Regions from separate parts of the Mus musculus genome. Here region 1 is linked to region 2. The links are chromatin contacts, called in public HiChIP or PLAC-seq maps. All regions are on one chromosome and are shown on one strand. Each heading gives the region's core, a stretch centred on a gene start, on an enhancer-like site or on the middle of the called end of the contact. The rest is flanking DNA. Distances are from core to core; before and after follow the strand shown.

Evidence for each region. HiChIP or PLAC-seq counts read pairs in DNA pulled down with a chosen protein or histone mark.
Region 1: a contact with region 2 is called in a BATF HiChIP or PLAC-seq map of CD8 T cells, with 6 read pairs. The contact joins two enhancer-like sites. A contact is called at or near these places in 2 of 115 datasets of contacts at active chromatin or transcription factors (CD8 T cells and bone marrow-derived macrophages) and 2 of 9 other capture datasets (adipose tissue and liver).

What each region holds. Positions count from the first base shown.
Region 1 is chr9:100,724,139-100,730,930 of GRCm38.p6, reverse strand. The region is part of intron 3 of Stag1 (stromal antigen 1); the gene reads right to left. Among named protein-coding and RNA genes, the nearest start is that of Stag1, 84 kb to the right of the region's middle. Within about 2 kb of position 1,625, at least 9 of the 459 cell types and tissues checked have an H3K27ac peak or open chromatin away from gene starts, as enhancers often do. A contact at or near this core is called in CD8 T cells, where this site is marked.
Region 2 is chr9:100,457,762-100,464,853 of GRCm38.p6, reverse strand. Il20rb (interleukin 20 receptor beta) reads left to right here. Exons shown (of 7, transcript NM_001033543.3): 6 at 3,322-3,464; 7 at 5,613-7,092. The coding sequence ends at 5,729. Among named protein-coding and RNA genes, the nearest start is that of Gm28166, 11 kb to the right of the region's middle. Within about 2 kb of position 4,328, at least 67 of the 459 cell types and tissues checked have an H3K27ac peak or open chromatin away from gene starts, as enhancers often do. A contact at or near this core is called in CD8 T cells, where this site is marked.

The DNA.
Region 1 (6,792 bases), core at 376-2,875, 270 kb before region 2:
TTTAATCAAGTTTGGATGGAAAGAATACATTCTTGAGGAAGTTAAAAAGTACTGCTGAAGCAAACAATCAAGTAAAAAAGCAAACTGGCATTAATGATGGTATGGAGAGAGTTACAGCGCTGAACTAACTAAAGCAGCTGCAAAAGTCCATTGAGACAAAACCTAATCCCTAATAAGGAGCCCAACTCTCTTCAAATGCAAAAGGAGTAAGGAGCAGTAAACAATTTGAATCTAATAAGGAAGGGTTAAGGAGGTTTAAGGCAAGGTGACAATCACAGGCTTACGAGGTAAACATGAAGAGCTGAGTTTGAGCCCTAGAATTTGTTATAACATTAAGTAAATAAATATTAAAAGGCAAGGAGGCAGTATGAGCATTTCACATAAGTGGGATGTGGGGACAGGAAGATTACCAGGGTTTGCTGGCCAGTCACACAGCTTAACTTAATCAGCAGGGTTAGGACCCAAGGAACTATACTGGACCTCAAACCTCCACTTATGTGTGAGCACATATGCACTTGCACATTCATTTACATCCATACCATACAAGAACACAAGTACACACACAAGATGTCATCCCACAACAAAAAAAAAGCACATAGTGAAAGGAGTTCTAATGAAAACCTTCAATAAGTTATCTCAAAATACCTAAGTAAAATAATCAAGAAAGATGGTTATACTAAGTAATAAATTTTTCCCTTTTTTCAGGTGTGTGTGTGTGTGTGTGTGTGAGTGTGTGTGTGTGATATGTACTCATGTTTGTAGGGGGGGGGGGACCTACACATTTAGAGGACCATCAGTGTATGAAAGCATAGAGGCCTGAGATTTTAGGAATCATGCTAATAACATGAACATAACTCTCCTCCCAGACTCAGAGGCAACCCAATTCCAGTCAGCATGTCCTTCTTAACAACTATACTCCTGTAAAGCAGAAATCCCCTTCAATGTGGCTAACAATTTCAATTCCCAAAAGTTAATTCCCTAAAATCAATACTACTCATACCATTCCTGCACATTCTCATTTAACTAGTAACAATACCTAGCTGAAGTGGGACTCAGGTCCCTTGCCAATGTAACAGACCCAACTGTAAAAGACGTTTGTTCCTTTACCTTCTCATATGACCATATGACTGCTTACTCAGGTTTATTCGAAATAAACCTGCCCCTACAAAACAGCCACTTTTTTTTTCCAATCTTAAAATCCCAAATTCCACCACTACTTTATTCAAAAAGGTCTCTCTCAATCAAACACAGACAATGCAGTTATAGCTATTGCCAACTTATGGCTAGGGATACCCTATCTCTGACTTCTGAAACTGAAATTACAAGCAGGCCACCAAGCTCACCTGACAGTTGGTTACATTATGTTGAGAATCTAAGCCCCAGTCCTCATACCTGTGTTTCAACTCCTTTAACCACTGTACCATCCTACAGTCAGTAAATAATGGCTTTGTACTGTTGATTAAACAGCCTCACATAGGAGTAAGATGCCATCTAAAACTTTCAAAGCTAGAGGGGATGTCTGCATTCAAAAGTTAAAGAGAAAAATGACTGTCTTGTTAAAGGCTGATACAAATCATAACTTTGAGAGGAAGTTGATGCTTAATTCCCATTCTGAATCATGAGGCCCCTCAAAATTATACTAAAACAACTCTATGATGTACAAACAGAGCAATGCCTGAATGACACGCTTGTCTGTTTACAATCTGGTTTACTGTCTTAGTGCAGAGAACAGACAATGATCAATGCAAGTCTTCCCCCCACCGCCCAATGCAAGTCTTATAAAAGACAACATTTAACTGGGGTTGGATTACAGGTTCAGTCCAGTATCATCAAGGCGGGGACATGATAGCATCCATGCAGGCATGGTGCAGGAGAAGCTGAGAGTTCTACATCTTTATCTGAAGGCTGCTAGTAGAAAACTACTAATTTCCAGACAGCTAGGATGAGGATCTTAAGCCCACATCCACAGCTACACACCTATCCAACAAGGCCGCACCTCCTAATAGTACCACTCCCTGGACCAAGCATATACAAACTATCATATTTACTGAGTATTTCATACCCACAGTTCAGATCAGCGGGCAGTGAACATTCCTTTCAAAATTACTGCTGCTAGCTGACAACTACCTGTTCATCTTTGAGCTATGACAGAGACATATATAACGAGATTAATTTCATGCCTGCTAAAGTAACATTCATTCACCAACCTATGACTCAGGAACTATTTTAGCTTTACAACCTTTCAATTAAAGAAATAATGAGGCAAAACTACCACAGACAGTAATCCTGCTGACAGATCTAGACAAAATAAACTGAAAACCTTCACACTGTAAGGGACATTTGTCACTTATGTTAGGAGATCAAAATATCAGGATTAGCCTAAGTCTTAAATTAGGTGAAGCCAGTTTGAAATAACGACTTTGGGCGCCTAAAGACTACAATGGGAAAAATATCACATATGAGGCAAAACTAATGAGAACTAAAATTACAAATAAGGCATATGTGGTATAAACCACTGGCAAAGTCTGAAACTTTGCTTTACTATAATTCCACAGTACAACATGAATGGATGACGGCCTGCTTCTTAAAAGTAAGCAAAGAAAGACGTTTCTAGAGATGGAATCAACTCCCAGTAGGGTTGCTAAAAACAGTAAAGGCACAAGCAAGAACGAGATTGATAACCTGGGTATAATCCCCAGAACCCCCCACATGAAGGTGGAAAAAGATAATTGACTCCCTAAGATTTTCCTCTAATTTCCAATGTGCCACGTGCACACACACTCACATATGCATCCACACAAACACATAGCTATGAACAAAAAACTCTTAATTTAGAAGAAAGTAATGATAAACTGGGCATTAAAAATACAGAGAAGTCGTCCATAAAATAGTTAATGTCAAGAAAATTACTGAAACCACTCACATAATTAGCAGCTGATACCTTAATTAGTCAGTAGTCAGCAACATAGAATCAAATACCTCCTTAATCAAAAACATAATCACCAATGACTCAAGTGACTATTTGCATTCTATATAATGATTTCTCCAGGTACAGACATAGCTATAGTACTGGAAACATAATCTTTAAAGATATCAGAAAAAAAAACTTCTGTTTCCACTTGAGTGGAAGGTTCATTTTATTGCAAGTGTTATAACAGAACCCATAATAACTGTGACTATGGCTATATTATTAACACAGACATAAAATAAAAATTAAGTAGGACAATTGCAAGTTAAGATTATTAAAATGAAAAAAATAATTTAGGAAAAATAGCATATTATACACATTATGATTATGAAAATGACAATTAACAATCTGTTAACAGGGGCTGGAAAGGCAGCCCAGTGGTTAAGACCACTGGCTAATCTTCCAAAGGATCCAGGTTCAATTCCTAGAACCCACATGGTGGCTTACAACTGTATGTAACTCCAGGTCCAGAGAATCTAGCACACTCACACACAGAATACAAGTCGGCAGAATATCAATATGCATAAAATAAAAATGAAAAGAAATATTGGGGAAAAAAGTAATTTGTTAACATGTTGCTCCTAACAAAAAGTACTGGTACTGTCTGCTTTCAAGAACTCAGATAAATTCCTAGAAACATAAAATGTACCAAGATCAAATCACAGAGAAATAAAAAATTTCAATGAACTAGCAACAAGTAATATGATATGTAATGGTGGCACAAGCGATAACTGTAGGTAGTACTTGGGAGATGAAAGCGGCAAGATTATGAATTCAAGATCATCCTCAATTACAGGTAAAGGCCAGCCTAGACTACATTGAGAACCTGTTCCAAAAAGTAGGGCAGCAAAATAATAAGTAAATAAATGTATTATGTAGTGCATGCATGTGGTACACACTTTTAATCCTAGCACTCAGGAGGCAAAGCAGGTGAATCTGAGTTCAAGGTCAGCCTGATTGACAGAGCATGTTCCAGGGTGGCCAGGACTAACACAGAGAAACCCTGATTGGGGAAGGGGGGGGGGGGGTCTTTCAACAAAGAAAAACCATTTGGTTTGACAAATCCAACCAAACAGAAAAAATAAAATAAAATTACTTCCAAGAATCAAGCAATATATAAGGTATTCAATAAACTTAACACATGACAACAAAAGAACTAAGGGCAAACAAAAAAGTAGGATCATTTTAACAGATATAAATCATTTGACATGATTCAAAATGTCCTGAAACTAATTCCCAACAAATTACTTAAAAAAGAAATGTGCTTCAGTATAAATAAAACCACATGAGACAAACCCACTTACTTAGTAGAAAACCCACATACTGAACAGAAAAAAGTTGGAAAGCTTTCTCTAAATATAGAGTAAGACAAATATGGTAACTTTTCATAGGTTGTGTTCAACATACTACAACAAATCCTAGTCAAAACCATAGAGGTGAAATAAAAATGATACAATTAAAACTCAGGAATGTGACAGTACATTGAAAATACAAATCAACATACAAGATTAGAACTAAAAGAGAAATTAGAATACAAACCCCAGCAACAGTCACATATACCAAGAAAGAATGGCTTGGGGGGTGGGGGGAGACAAGCAGACAGGTGTGTTGTTTTATGCTTGTTATTCCAGTACTTGAGAGGCAGAGGGAGAAAAGGCCTAGGTTTCACATGACTGTCTCAGAAACATAAAAGGGGGAGCTGGAAAAACAGCCTCATTGGTAAGATACCTGCCATGGAAACGTAAGGAGACATTAGATGCACAGCACTCTCTACAAAAGTTACGTATAATGGCACAAGGGCATTCAACTCCTGTGAGAGGAAGGTAAGTAATAACAGAACAATAATGCTCACTGGCCAACCAATGTAGCTGAATTGTTGAGCTTCATGTCTCAGTGAGAGACCCTGCATCAAAATACAAGAAAAGTGGAAGCCATGCACTGGAGCACACAACTTCAATTTTAGCACTTGAGAGGCAGAAGCAGGGAGATTTCTGAGCCTGGTTTACAAAATGAGTTCCAGGACTCCTAGGGAGGGATACATAAAGAAATCCTGTCTCACAAGACCAAGAGAAAAAAATAAAAAATAGGAAACTACAAAGGATATTCAACATCAACCTCTGGACTTCATATTAATTTATTCTGCACCTCCTCAAACTACACCCTCATACACCCAAGCCACGTAACACCTCAGATAACCAGATGTTGAGAGGCAAGAACAAGAATATGAAGCCAATATAATTTGCCACCATCAGAACCAAGTTTTCCCAACAAAGCAAGCTCTGGATACGCTAACAGACCTAAAGAGAAAGGTTCTAACCTAAAATCCCGTCTTGTGAAGATGATAGAGCGAGGCCTTTAAGGAGAAACACAGGAAAACACAAACAGCCAGAAGTCCTAAAAGAGGAAATGAACAAATCCCTTAAAGAAATACAGGAAAACACAACAAAACAGGTAAATGAATTGAACAAAACGATCCAGGACTTAAAAATGGAAACAGATACAATAAAGAAATCACAAGTGGAGGCGACCCTGGAGATGGGAAACCTAGGAGAGATACAGGGGCTACAGATGCAAGCATCTCCAACAGAATACAAGAGACAGAAGAACCTTAGGCACAGAAGATACCATAGAATATACTGACACAAGGATCAAAGAAAATACAAAATGTAAAAAAAAAAAAAAAAAAAAAAGCTCCTGAGAAAAACATCCAAGAAATTCAGTTATCAAAAGAGATGGGGAAGGATACTTCACACTCACCAAAGAGAAAATCCGCTGACATGAAGCATCAGTTTTCAACATCTATGCCCCAAATGCAAGGGCAACCACATTCATAAAAGAAACTTTACTAAAGCCCAAAACACACATTGAACCTCTCACAATAATAGTGGGAGTCTTCAACACCTCCACTCTCATCAATGAAACAGAAACTAAACAGAGACACAGTGAAACTAACAGAAGTTATGAGCCAAATGGATCTAACAGGTATCTACAGGACATTTCACACTAAAACAAAAGAATATACCTTATTCTCAGCACCTCATGATACCTTCTCCAAAATTGACCATATAATCTGAAACGAAACAGGCCTCAAGAGATACAAGAAGATTGAAATGATCCCATGCATTCTATCAGATCACCACAGAGTATGGCTGGACTTCAATAACAACAAGCACAACAGAAAGCAAACATATTCATGAAAACTGAACAACTCTACTCAATGATAACTTGGTCAGGGAACAAATAAAAAAACTTCAATGAAAATAAAAGCACAGCATACCCAAACTCATGGGACACAATGAAAACAGTGTTAAGAGGAAAATTCATAGCTTTAAGTACCTTCATAAAGAAATTGGAGAGCCAATCAGATGCCCAAAGTTCCCAGGGACTAAACCACCAACCAAAGAGTACTACACACAGAGGGGCCAATGGCTCCAGCTGCATATGTAGCAAAGGATAGCCTTATCTGGCATCAATGGGAGGACAGGTCCTAGGCCTTGAGAAGGCTCAATGCCCTAGTGTAAGTAGGGGAATGCCAAAGCAGGGAGGTGGGAGTGAGTGGGTGGGTGGGGGAAACCCACATAGAAGCAGGGGGAGGAGGGATGGGATAGGGTGTTTGCTGAGGGGAAACCGGAAATGGGGATAACATTTGAAATGTAAATAAATAAAATATCCAATTTAAAAAAGAAAGAGAGAGATGAATCTAGTTGTGGAGAACTTAAAATTATACAGAGAAATGTGGAGGATTTCTCATTGCAGACATAATAAACAGTACTTGAGACAGTTTCCATTCCTAAAAAAGGAAAGAAATTGGAGAGATCCTACAT
Region 2 (7,092 bases), core at 3,079-5,578:
AGATTCCCCCCACCAAAATTTCCTTGTGCAGAATCACTTTTGCTGATACATTATACATATATATGTATGTATGCATGTATTATGTATGTAAGTAAGTATGTATGTATGTATGTAAGTATGTATGTATGTAAGTACTGTGTATGTATGTAAGTATGTATGTATATATGTATGTAAGTATGTATTATGTAAGTAAGTATGTATGTATGTATGTAAGTATGTGTGCATGTAAGTATGTATGTATGTATGTAAGTATGTATGTAAGTATGTATGTATATATGTATGTAAATAAGTATGTATATATGTATGTATGTAAGTATGTATGTATGTAAGTATGTATGTATGTATGTAAGTATGCATGTTTGAATGATAAATTCCTGGAAGTAAAGTAGCTGGGTCAAAAGACATGCATTTAACTTTGACACTGTTGTAAATGCCCTCCTCTAAGGAATTGTGACCCTTCAGTGATCCCCCATTTAAAGACATGCTGTAGCACAATATGACATACGTGTTATATCTGGTTTATAACATACATGTTGTATCTGGTTTGTTTTTCGCAAATACATTCATAACATTTTCCATAAACATTTTCTGAGTAACATTTCTTGGTACTTAAAAAATTATTTGTCAAGCTTATGAAAAATCCAAACAATACAGAACTATAATGAGTAGGTGTTCCTCTATCTTTCCTCATGCTGCTCAAGAGACTAGCTGTTACAATTTGGATATAGAGTGTCTCCCCATAGACTCATGTGTTTGAACACAGTGCCTGGCTCACAGAACCATTTGGGAAGTTGTAAAACCACTGGGAGGTAGGGCCTAGCTGGAGAAAGTGGTTCTCCGGGAGGTGGACCTTGAGGTTTAGAGCTCAATCCCACTTCCTGTCCTGTTTCCGGAGCCATGGGGATGTAAACACACAGCTTCCTGTTCCTGCAGCCATGACCATACCTTCCCTGCCAGGATGGAATGCATCCTCAGAGTGAGAGTCAAAATAAACTCTCCCTCCCTTTCCTTGCTTCTAGTTAGGCATTTGATCACAACACTAAGAAAAGTCACAAGTACATTTTTACAGGCAAATCCTTCATTCTTCTTCCCCTTCTTTCCCTCCTCCTCCTCATCTTCCTCCTCCTCCTCTTCCTCTTCCTCTTCCTCTTCCTCTTTCGTCTCCGTCTCCGTCTCTCCGTCTCTCCGTCTCTCCGTCTCTCCGGCTCCTGCTCCGTCTCTCCGGCTCCGTCTCTCCGTCTCTCCGTATCTCCGTCTCTCCGTCTCTCCGTCTCTCCATCTCTCCGTCTCTCCGTCTCCGTCTCCGTCTCTCCGTCTCCGTCTCCGTCTCCATCTCCTTGTCCTTCTCTCCTCCTCCTCCTCCTCCTCCTCCTCCTTCTTCTCCTCTCTCTCTCCCTCCTCCTCCTCACTCTCCTCCTTTTCCTCCTTCATCTCCCTTTTCTTCTCCCTCTCCTCCTTCTCATCTTCCTCCTCCTCCTCTTCCTCCCCCTCTTTCTTCTTCTTCTTCTTCTTCTTCTTCTTCTTCTTCTTCTTCTTCTTCTTCTTCTTCTTCTTCTTCTTCTTCTTCTTCTTCTTCTTCTTCTTCTTCTTCCCCTTCTTCTCTCTCTCTCTGTCTCTCTCTCTCTCTCTCTCTCTGTCTCTCTGTCTCTCTCTCTCTCTCTCCTCCTCCTCCTCCTTTTTCTCTTCTTTCTTCTTTTTCTTCTTTGATACAGGGTCTTACTATATACTCTGGATGTCCCGAAACTCACTATGTAAATCAGGCTGGCCTAGAACTCAAGAGATACATCTGTTTCTTTCTCCAAATGCTGGGATTAAAGGTTTATGCCACCATGCTTGGCTTACCTTCCTTTCTAAAGACACACGGTATGCCAATATGTGCAAGTATATCTTTATTGTTAGCGATACCATTTACTCTCCAAATATTTTCCATTATCAGTCAAATTGTAATCTGTCTATCCTGTTTCTTCTTTTAAGAGCCGAATTGCTAACCTACCATGCCAATGTTCTGTAATATCTTCCATCAGCCTGTTTTGTTTGGCATTTAAATCATTCCCATTGGCTCTGGAAGATGAAGTCCTTCCTTTTATTTTGATATTTGCAGAGCACTGAGTACATGTCAAATCTTGGCCTGTCCACTGGGGCAGAGAAGGGAGTCCCTGCCTTCCAGTTATGGAAGCAAACAGCAAATTAATAACATGTGAGGTGTGTGTGTGTGTGTATGTGTGTGTGTGTGTGTGTGTGTGTGTGTGTGTGTGTGTGTGTGTGGAGAGGCACAGCACACAGGGATGCATGAATGGCAGGACACAACCTGGCAGGAAGGAGACTGGCTGCGGCTCTTGTCTGGACATTCCTGTGCACTGACTGATGTACATACCTATTTCCTTCCTTGGAATAACTTTCTGGGAATGGACATCACAGGAGGGCATTGGAAGCGTATGAACATTGTACGGTTTTTGATGTCTACTGCCAAAGTATTTTCCAAAATTGAAACAATACATAAGCCCCACCCTACACGCCACAGCTTCATGAGCTGAGTCACATTGTGGGTGAAAGGCCCAGGCAGGAGGTGATAAACAGGTTGTTTGAGGTTAGATAGAACAGAGAGGTGGGAAACCAGCTCTTCTTCTCTTCTGCATCTCCAGATGCTCAGACCTGGTGCTTTTTGCTGTATTTGTTAGCAAACTCATCACAGGCTTCGGAGCTAGACCTTCCTGTGTATCCTGTCCTAGGCCATTAGTCCATCTTGAGCATAAATAACATCCTCTTCCATGAAAGAGGCCCTCACCGTGTGGAACAGAGGCCTGAACCTTAGCAGAGTCCTGAGGGAGTGGAAGTCGACCTAGCACACGTAATAGGCCCTTGATCTGTCAGTTATTATGTGACTGTCTAGGGGACTTAATATTTTCCTCCATCATCGGAGTCAATGCCAAGAGCAAATTGTGAAACACTTTGTTTTTGGCTTCCACCGAGCCCTGTTCTGGGCTGTTCTGCTCCAGCACCTCCTCTTCATCCTGCCTGGGACCTGGCAGCCTGCCTTCCTCTGGTAGCAGTGCCAGGCACATGCTCCCATGAACAAAGCCTTACATTCCCCGTCCCCTTCCCGAGACAGAGATGGTAATCGTCTCTCTGAAAAACAGCACTCGAATTGAACTTCTAGAAGAATGGTGGTAGTTGTAGCCATTGGAGGACACACCAAGTCGCAGGGTGTGTCACCTGCCAGCTTGACCTGAGTGCAGCTCTAAGAAACTCTCGGAGGTGGGTGCGGGACTGGGGCTCCCCTTCCCTGCAGTTCCCAAGCCTTCTCTTATGATTTGTCCATAGGAGAGTCTCTTCCGCTGGCACTAGCTCTGTTTGCGTTTGTTGGCTTCATGCTGATTCTCGTGGTTGTACTACTCTCCGTCTGGAAGATGGGCCAGCTGCTCCGGTATTCTTGCTGCCCCGCCGTTGTCCTCCCAGACACCTTGGTAAGAACATTCCTGTACCTGTCAGTGTGATGCTGGCCAGATGCATCATGGGCCTTAGTGGGGCATAGACATGTTTTTCATGGTTTATGAAGATATGCAGAGACTGGAGCAAGCATCATTGGGACTTCACTTGTCTTAGTCTGTGATGCTGTAATAAAATACCACAGACTAGGTCATCTATAGAGAATAGAAGTTCAGTGGCTTCTGGAGGCTGGGGATGGTGATGGTGGAATGAAGACAGAAGGGGCTTATGGGTAAAGGTCTTCTTGCTCTTACAACATGGCTAAATGTGATAGAACAAAATTTCACACTGGTAGCCTTAAGGCCTTATAGTTTACATTTATGTAGTTGAGCCTTTACATTACCTCCCACAGTTCCTACCCCAGCCCCATTGCGCTGGGCTTTTGTTTCCAACATGTGGTTTTTGAGGAAACGCTCAGGTCGCAATAGCTCCTGATCAGAAGGTCTGGGTGAGTTCTCCCTTTTCCAGAGTATAGTAAGCATCCCGAGGCTCTGGCAGGCCATTTTGCTGTTCCCCCGCCCTCCAGATCTAGCAATACCAAAAGGGTGGCTGGCTGTGTTGTTCAGCCCAGGGTGCCTACGGTTTCAAGAGTCACGCATGCAAAGAGTCTCACGATTCTCAGGTTTGAAGATCGTGTGGCATGAACTGTGCTTTGCCTTGGACAGGCATGGAGCAGGCCAGGGCGACAGTCTGGACCTTCACAGTGACTGCTCAAAGAGCTGTCCTTCCAGGGACCCACAAGCCCAGGATGCTCATGGAGCATGTCTCTGAGCCTCTGGGTAGGTGTAGGCAGGCCCTGTGTGCCTGCACCCTGGCCGGGGAAGAGTAAAGGCTGGCCTCAGCCGCTCACACATGTTCCACCGGTGGCTCTTCAGAGGCCTCCTAGATCTCAACCACACCAAGCAGTATAATCAAAGAAAGAAAGAACAAACAGGAAGCACTGCGTGCGCGCGCACACACACACACACACCCACACACCCACACACCCATCCCTGTCACCTGAAAGGTGTCACAGTGCTGTCTTGTGGGCAGTCAGTTGCTCCAGTGCATCAGAACCAGCTGTGGCTGTCGTCCACACACTGTCGGGGCTCCTTAACAGCCTGCAGTTTCTATGAAGCTGCTCTTGTGTGGCTTGCTTTTAGGTCTCTACAAGAGACCTGACAAGAGGAATAACTCCCCCTTTAACCAGGTCTTCAGGTTGCCCTCCACCCAGCTCTCCTGTCTCGGTCATTTCCAAGTAGTCATAACAGTGTTAGCAGGCAGTAGCAGTAGCAGAGCCGAGCACCAGGGCTCTTGTGAGGACGCTCATGGGTTGATTCAGATCACTGAGTTTGCCCCGACTTCTGTCTGCTACTTGATTGCGAGAACACGATAACGAATCTATCTATGAGTGTAGCTACCTCGGTTTCTTCCTGTTCGTCAACTTTCCATGCACTTTTGCTTTTTTATTTTTCGAGATAGGGTCTCACTATGTAGCTCTGGTTGTCCTGGAACTCACTTTGTAGACCAGGCTGGCCTCGAACTCAGAAATCTGCCTGCCTCTGCCTCCCAAGTGCTGAGATTAACGGCGTGTGCCACCACACTCAGAAAATTTTCATGCATTTGAGTGTGTACACATTTCTGATTGCTGGATCTTCTTAACTAAACCTTTCAGCATTATGATGGGTTTCTTTTTATTTTTGATAATATTCAATTCTTTTTGTTTGTTGCTTATATGGTATATCCTTTATAAACTTCTGTGTTCAAGTTTAAAGTGCCTTTTGTAGACAGGCCCCTAATGTGAAGATCAGAGTTAGGGTCCCCAGAACCTATATAAATGCTGAACAAGGGATCAAGGAAAACTTAGAATGCCATCTAGGGCCTGAACATAAGAGCACATGTATCCACCTACACATGTGAAAACACAGAAACACACACAAGCACACATGCACACATGAACACATACATGCACATACACATGACACACACACGTGCACACATGCATATACACATATGCACACATTCATGAAAGTGCACACATGTGCTTGAAAAGGAAGTTAAATAGTAGGGATTTATACAATAGTCTTTGTTGCTACCACCACTCAAGCAATGTCTAATGAATAATTTTTATGAAAATGATTTTTTAGAAAATAACCAGTTCGTCTCAGAAGCTGATCAGCTGCAGGAAGGAGGAGGTGGACGCCTGTGCTGTGGCTGTGCTGTCCTCGGAGCATCTCTTTGGGGTCTGGATCTCACAGACTTGAGAAGGACCTGATGGATTAACAGCCTGGTCTGCAGGACCCAGAACCCTGGATGGGGTGGGTTGTGTTTCTGTTTTCCTCTGTGGACAAAAGACAAAGAGAAGTAACAGGAGCCTACTGTGTGCACGTCTAGCAGTGACCGTCAGAGGCAGAGTGGCGTGACCATCCAAGAGTGACAGAAATAGTCTAGAGAGGTGATCCCCAGACACACAGTTACCATACGCTCACTGAAAAACAGTGGAGAAAATGGCTTCATACCTCGGACCCCCGCTTTGTCACCTGTAGTGGGGATTAAATGGTTTCTCCCCTCATCTCTGTGTGTATACAAACTCGCACTTGCAGGTTGGCAAGGAGACTGGTGGCACTGTGCACAACGGTGAGTTCAGATCATGCGGACTGTGGGGCATACGCGTGTGCTAAGAATGATCAGAGTACTCAGCCGGGTGCAAAATCTCAGCACTTTGGAGGAGCGGGAGAGAAAATCACAGCCTAGACGACACGGTGAAACCCCATCTGAAGTAAACAACCGAACAACCAAGAGTAATAAACCTCCTTTTGTCAAATCAAACTCAGACCACTGTTGGTTTGGACTTCCCTCTTTACAAGAGGAAACCCGAGGAGGGACGGAAGAATGGGAGGGCTGTTTCACTTCAAGCCAAATCCTGTCAGCACGCTCTGCTGAGGGTGACATCGAGAGAGGCCGTAGCCCGTCCATGATGGGACATGCGCGGATGCTGCTGTGGGTTCATGAAATGTCATCAGATCCTAGGACCTTGTCCACAGTAAATCACACCAGCTCTCTTCCTAAGGACAATTCACTCAGGGTTTCTCAGTCGCTCTCAGGTACTCATCAGGAACCCCTGACTAGAGGCATAACCATCACTACCTCCAGGCAGCGAGGGAGGGGTGGAGGACAGCTTCAGTCAGAGGAGGATGAAAGGAGGTGGCTTCATCTCTCTCTGCAGAGTCAGGCTCACCACCACCTCCCCCTCTGGAACCTGGAGCTGGCTTGTCTCTGCCCCAACTTCCTGGGCTTCACCAGCCAGACAAGGGTAGAGACAGTGTAACGGTTTCAACCAGGTGCTTCCAGTCCGTCTTCAGCACAGATGCCAACGGCCTCATCTCTACTTTGGGGACTCCAGGAGAGATATGTAGGGGTGTGGGCAGATATGTAGGGGTGTGGGCTGAGGCTCCCTGCCTTTGTCCTGTTCTGTATATTTCTGCCTTGACTCTTTTGTGAAGCGTGTGTTAAATGTTATATTTCAACTGGTCTGGAAATGTGCTGTTTACAGAATTAAAAATTGCATACTTACATTAACCTTCATCTTTTCTCCCCTCTCTTCTCTGCTCCCTCACCCCAGGGACT